Linked DNA regions of Mus musculus: region 1 is linked to region 2. Evidence: chromatin contacts called from public promoter capture Hi-C data. All regions are on one chromosome and are shown on one strand. The core of a region is the stretch at or near the end of the contact, and the rest is flanking DNA. Distances in the headings are between cores, read along the strand shown.

Region 1 (2,700 bases), core at 130-2,629, 77 kb after region 2:
TTTCCCATTGCTTTACAGCACCATCAGCACCAGGCTGCCCAGGCTCTTCATCTGGCCAGTCCACAGCAGCAGTCGGCCATTTATCATGCGGGGCTGGCACCAACACCACCTTCCATGACACCTGCCTCTAATACACAGTCTCCACAGAGCAGTTTCCCAGCAGCACAACAGACAGTCTTCACCATCCACCCTTCTCATGTTCAGCCGGCATACACCACCCCACCCCACATGGCCCACGTACCTCAGGTAAACCAGCACTAGCCAAGTTTTTGTGAAGGCCACATAGGGAGTGGTGGTCAGATAAGCAGCAAGGAGCCAGTTGCTCCCCAAGCCAGGAAACCCTGTGTGTGGTGCCATCTGCCTGTCTGCCCCTTTCCTGCTTAGCACGTGATCTTCTGGCTCTCAGTGAATGTTGCTATGGTTTTGTGGTGGATCAGTGAAACTGTGACTTAGCATTTCCCAGCTGAGACCTTAAACCTCTGAGTCTGGAATGCACCCCAGTCCTTTCCTTCCTGTGTCTGCTTCGCTGCGTCTCTCTAGCCTCTCCACTGTGTATATATGTGCACACATGCAGACACCTCTACACGGGAGCACACACGCGAGCCTTAGAGCAGGGTGGCAGGCAGGCCTTCAGTGGCTCTCACTCTGAGGGACTGCACTAGGATTGTTGGTTTGCGGGTTAGCAGTGTCCCAGCTGTTGCCTGGTTGCCTCTGTCTGCTGTGATTCCTGAGCTTGGACCTTGGGCTGTGGTGCAGGAGAACTCAGGCTCTAGAGTAGCCCAGACCGTCTGGGGCTTCCCTTCCTTCCTTCCTCCCTTCCTTCCCCCAGTGTAAAGGCTGAGCTTGAAAGCTGTGGTTGCTGAGAGAGCCAGGGCAGCCTGGGCCATGGAGAGGCCCTCTCTGTAGCTGTTAACGTAAGGTGGCTGGATCAGATGTCTGCTACTTTTGATCACAGTTCCCTGAGGTGGGTCTCACTTAGAAGAGTTCCTGAATGATTCTATTTCCTGTCTCAGTGTGCCAGTGAGGCTCTGGCGAGGTGTGAGCTAACGCTGCTGTGTAGTTGGGTCTCTTGCAGAAGGCTAGCTTGTTCCTGTCCTTCCCCCAGAGCTGAGAGTGTAGAATATGCTCCTGTTGGCTGGCGGCAGTGGGGAGGGTAGCCAGTGTGGTCAGTGTGCTTTGGTGGAGTGAGACTTAAGAGAATCAGGGTCCTCTAAGTGTCCAGCAGAGGCTGTGAATTTATGTGTAAGATGAGCTCATCCCAAACCTCACTCATGTATTTGCATAAGAGAGTAAGAGGCTAACAGGGAAAGCAGAGAGCCATGGGCCTGTTTGAAGGTGTGAACCAGTGCTTCGCTGGGGTGATGGTCTAGAGCAATGCACAGGATGGGAGGCAGGAAGCCGCCTCTTCCTGCTCTGCCCACTCCCTGCAGAGCCAAGGTTGAGATTACCGACCAGGTAGCTAACATCACCTTTCTAACTTAAATTTGCTGCCATTTGGTACTGGGTTGACCCAGCTTCAGATCACTCTGTCATCTCAGTGGAGCCAGTGACTCAGCCTTTGCTCCGTCAGTTAAGCTTTTAAAGTGAGGGGCCTAAGTGCTGCTTCACCCTACTTTTGGGGAACCCACTACAACTGGGGAAGGGCGGAAGAGGAGAGACTCAGGAAGCTGCTGAGGGTGCTGGGGAGGCAGTCCCCTTACAGGCCCTTGTCAGTTGCTTTCTGACTGGAAAAGGGCATTGATATATCTTTGGCCATGCACCATAGCAAGCTAAGAAAGTGCCCTTCCCACCCCAATAGCGGCTGCTTTTGGTGAAGACCTTGCCTTGTGTGGTATCTGAGCAGACGAGTTGGGGACTAGGAGGCAACTTCCCCATCTTAGCCCTGCTGGATCTACCTCAAGGTTACCCAAGAAGTCCATCTTGCTCCTTCAAGAGCCCTAGTCCAATGAAAGGAATAGCTGACTTGTTGTTTAAGAAGGAGATGTTGCCTGTATGCGTAAAAGAGCTCTCTGTTTCAGGCTCATGTACAGTCAGGAATGGTTCCTTCTCATCCAACTGCCCATGCGCCAATGATGCTAATGACGACACAGCCACCCGGCGGTCCCCAGGCCGCCCTCGCTCAAAGTGCACTACAGCCCATTCCAGTCTCGACAACAGCGCATTTCCCTTATATGACGCACCCTTCAGGTGAGGCGTGTGTGTGCAGGGGCCGCCGGGGCACCCCGAGCGTTCTGCTCGCAGAGGTAGAATGGCAGGCAGGACCAGTGCTTCAGGCTGCAAACCTGACTAGCGAGGCCCATCCAAGTGTGCACAGGAGGGATCGTGACGGTCAGGAAACATCAGGCTCTGTGTGTGTTCTGCTGGTTCAGGGTTGGCTTGAGAAGCAGCAGCCTCATTCTGGGTAGCCGATGCATGCCGAGGACTCAGTTGGCCTTCCTGGTTATGTATGTATGATAGGCTGGACAGGGCAGCGTGGTCCGTCCTGAGTCCTTTATAGGCTGATGTGGGGGGTTTATGCCCATGGCCAAGTTTGATCGTAGCTTGGAGGAGAGCACTGGTGAACACGTGCTGTGTGCGGACTGGTCTGAGTGTAGTGTTAGCCCCAGCCTGTGCCCTGACACAGGACGCCCATGATGTCTCGTACTGATGGCTGCTGTGACGACACCTGTCTTCCCTGTGACTTGGAAAGCAGTGGTGCTT
Region 2 (2,700 bases), core at 139-2,638:
TAACGTTTTGTGTGTGTGTCTGTATTGGGTATGTGGGGTATATGCATGTGAGTGTAGGTGCCCGTGGTGGCCAGAAGAGGGCACTTGCCCTGGAGCTGGAGTTATAGGCAGCTGTAAGCTGGGAATTGAACTGAGATCCCATGTAAGAGCAGTAAGTATTGAGCCATCTCTCCAGCTCTAGAGAGTTTATTTCTTTGGATGAATGCAGATTTTGTTGTAAGCCATCATGATGTTGTTATCCATCAGTGTGCATTTGAATGGTCTTCCCTTGGTGAGTGACCTGCTGGGGACTGTGTGTGACTATCTGCTGACTCACGGCTTCAGGCAAGGGTTTTGATATAAGCCCAGAACCTGAACTACTGGATCTTGTGATCATTCTATTTAGATTTCTCCCAATTACTTTAGTTTTTATTTATTTTTGATGTATATAATGCCTTTATTAATTTCTTTGATGTACAGAGTGTCCTTTGGTTGTTTCCCACTCCCGAAACTCTCTTACCCGATTCCATTCCTGCTAAACCCCTTTCCCCAACCAACCCCCTCCTGTTTCTGTGTCTGTCTGTTGTTTGGTGTTTGGCGTCCGCTGACATTGATTAGAGTTGGTTACGTGAGTGTGGGATGGGAGTCACTCACTGCACTGCAGGAAAGGCACTACAGCACTGAAGAGAAGACCTACCTCCTCCAGCCTTTCCTCCTCCTTCATTCCCAGTAGGTCCCAAAGAGGGCTGGCACCCTAGGATCCCATGTCCTGTCTGCAGGATTATAGGCGTGCCCAGTCTTGGACAGGTAACCCAACTGCTTAAGTTCTTGAGCACAACTGCAATGCCATATGTACATACTCTGGCCTTAAACTCCCCGTGCCCTCCCTTGTCTGGTCTGTCTGAACGTGGCGGGGTGACTCACATGGAAGTCTTGTTTTAGGCCTAGCGCTCATTCTCTGCACTTGGACTAGTTGTTAGCCTCTGACCAAGGCAGAGAGCAGCTCTAACCTATAGGAATGAACAAAAATATTTAGAGATAATTTGATACCACGTCCACTTAGAAAACAACACTAGATTGTCTCCGTATAGCCTGTAACTCTCCTAGTTGTGGACTTTTGCATAGCTTTATGGTATCAGTTAGGCATAAGCATTCTCCTGTGGAACAGGCTTTAGATAATTAGAAAGTGGTAATGCCATTATTGCCACATAATGCCACATTACAACGGTGTGTACACCTTGACTGGTGCTGGTTGTTTGGCTTGTGTGGTTCACTTCAGGGCTAAGATTCTGTTCAGATTGATGTCTTTCTTCCCAGCAGCTTGTGGACACCTTCAGGTAGCCATGAAAGCCAGCCAGCAGGAGGCCCCTGACTGTCACAGTGCGCTCTCCTTGTCCTGCGTCCAAAGGCTGTGCTGGATTTGTCTTTATTAGCAAAAGTTGTACTATCTAGTTCTGGTGGCAACAGAGTGATTGAGTGATTGCAAGAACCTGACCGACAACTCTCTCTGTTTGGTGTGTGTGTGTGTGTGTGTGTGTGTGTGTGTGAGAGAGAGAGAGAGACAGACAGACAGACAGACAGACACTGACTGACTGACCGACTGACCGACCGACCATGCAAGTCTGTGACGGTGCTCAGGCCAGGTCTCTCCCAATCACTTTTTTTTTTTTAAAGATTTACTTATTTATATATGTAAGTACACTGTAGCTGTCTTCAAACACACCAGAAGAGGGTGTCAGATCTCATATGGATGGTTGTGAGCCACCATGTGGTTGCTGGGATTTGAACTCAGGACCTTTGGAAGAGCAATCAGGTGCTCTTACCTGCTAAGCCATCTCACCAGCCCTCTCCCACTCACTTTTATGGATTCCAGGGATGCCTTTATTCAGTGAGCTAGCTGTCTCAACAACTGTGTTTAATGATTTAAGGAGTAGCCATGTTAGCCGGTGGGGCACACTGTCTTCCCTTTCTGTCAATGGTACCCAAGATTCTGATTCTCCCACTGCTCTCACCTACTTGCTAACTTCTGGTATTGGTTAGAGACGGTGCCAGAAATAATTCATGGCTTCCTGAAAGGTAAATACTTCAATCCCTGCACTATAAGCTGCCATAATGGGTGTGAAATTTAATTTCCTAAAAAACTAGTGGTACAAAGAATATTTTATTTTGCCGGACATGGTGGCGCATGCTTTTAATCCCAGCACTTGGGAGGCAGAGGCAGGCAGATTTCTGAGTTTGAGGCCAGCCTGGTCTACAGAATGAGTTCCAGGACAGCCAGGGCTACACAGAGAAAACCTGTCTCAAAAAACCAAAAGAAAGAATTTTTTTTTTTTTGAGGTAGAGTCTCATGGAATGCAGACTGCTCTTAAACTCATTATGAAGCAGGGATGCACCTCAATTCCTGATTCTCTTACTCCATCTCCTGAATGCTGAGTTTGCAGGGATATGCCACTATATGCAGCTTGAACATCTTTTTATTTTTAGATTAATTTCATGATTTATTTATGTGTATGGGTGTCTGCAGAAGCCAGTAAAGGATGCTGTTTCCCAGAACTGGAATTGTGAGCCATCCGGTGTGAGTGCTGGGATCTGTTCCCACCCTGGCTCTTTGGAAGAGCATGAGGTGTTCTTAATTCACCTTTGAACATCTTTTTGCAGATCATTGATTATCTGGGTTTTGTTGTTGTTGGTTTTGGTTTTTGCTTGCTTTTGCTTTTGCTG

The links. Capture Hi-C pulls out chosen DNA fragments and counts their contacts.
Region 1: a promoter capture Hi-C map of liver shows a contact between it and region 2. The contact joins two enhancer-like sites. A contact is called at or near these places in 5 of 39 promoter capture datasets (cranial neural crest, liver, pre-B cells and 2 more), 2 of 484 Hi-C or Micro-C datasets (embryonic stem cells and liver), 2 of 115 datasets of contacts at active chromatin or transcription factors (embryonic stem cells and memory CD8 T cells) and 3 of 9 other capture datasets (adipose tissue, liver and pancreatic islet).

What each region holds. Positions count from the first base shown.
Region 1 is chr5:121,811,367-121,814,066 of GRCm38.p6, forward strand. Atxn2 (ataxin 2) reads left to right here. Exons shown (of 25, transcript NM_009125.2): 23 at 19-246; 24 at 2,019-2,187. Among named protein-coding and RNA genes, the nearest start is that of Mir7031, 6.6 kb to the right of the region's middle. Within about 2 kb of position 1,380, at least 71 of the 459 cell types and tissues checked have an H3K27ac peak or open chromatin away from gene starts, as enhancers often do. A contact at or near this core is called in liver, where this site is marked.
Region 2 is chr5:121,734,138-121,736,837 of GRCm38.p6, forward strand. The region is part of intron 1 of Atxn2 (ataxin 2); the gene reads left to right. Among named protein-coding and RNA genes, the nearest start is that of Atxn2, 24 kb to the left of the region's middle. Within about 2 kb of position 1,389, at least 3 of the 459 cell types and tissues checked have an H3K27ac peak or open chromatin away from gene starts, as enhancers often do. A contact at or near this core is called in liver, where this site is marked.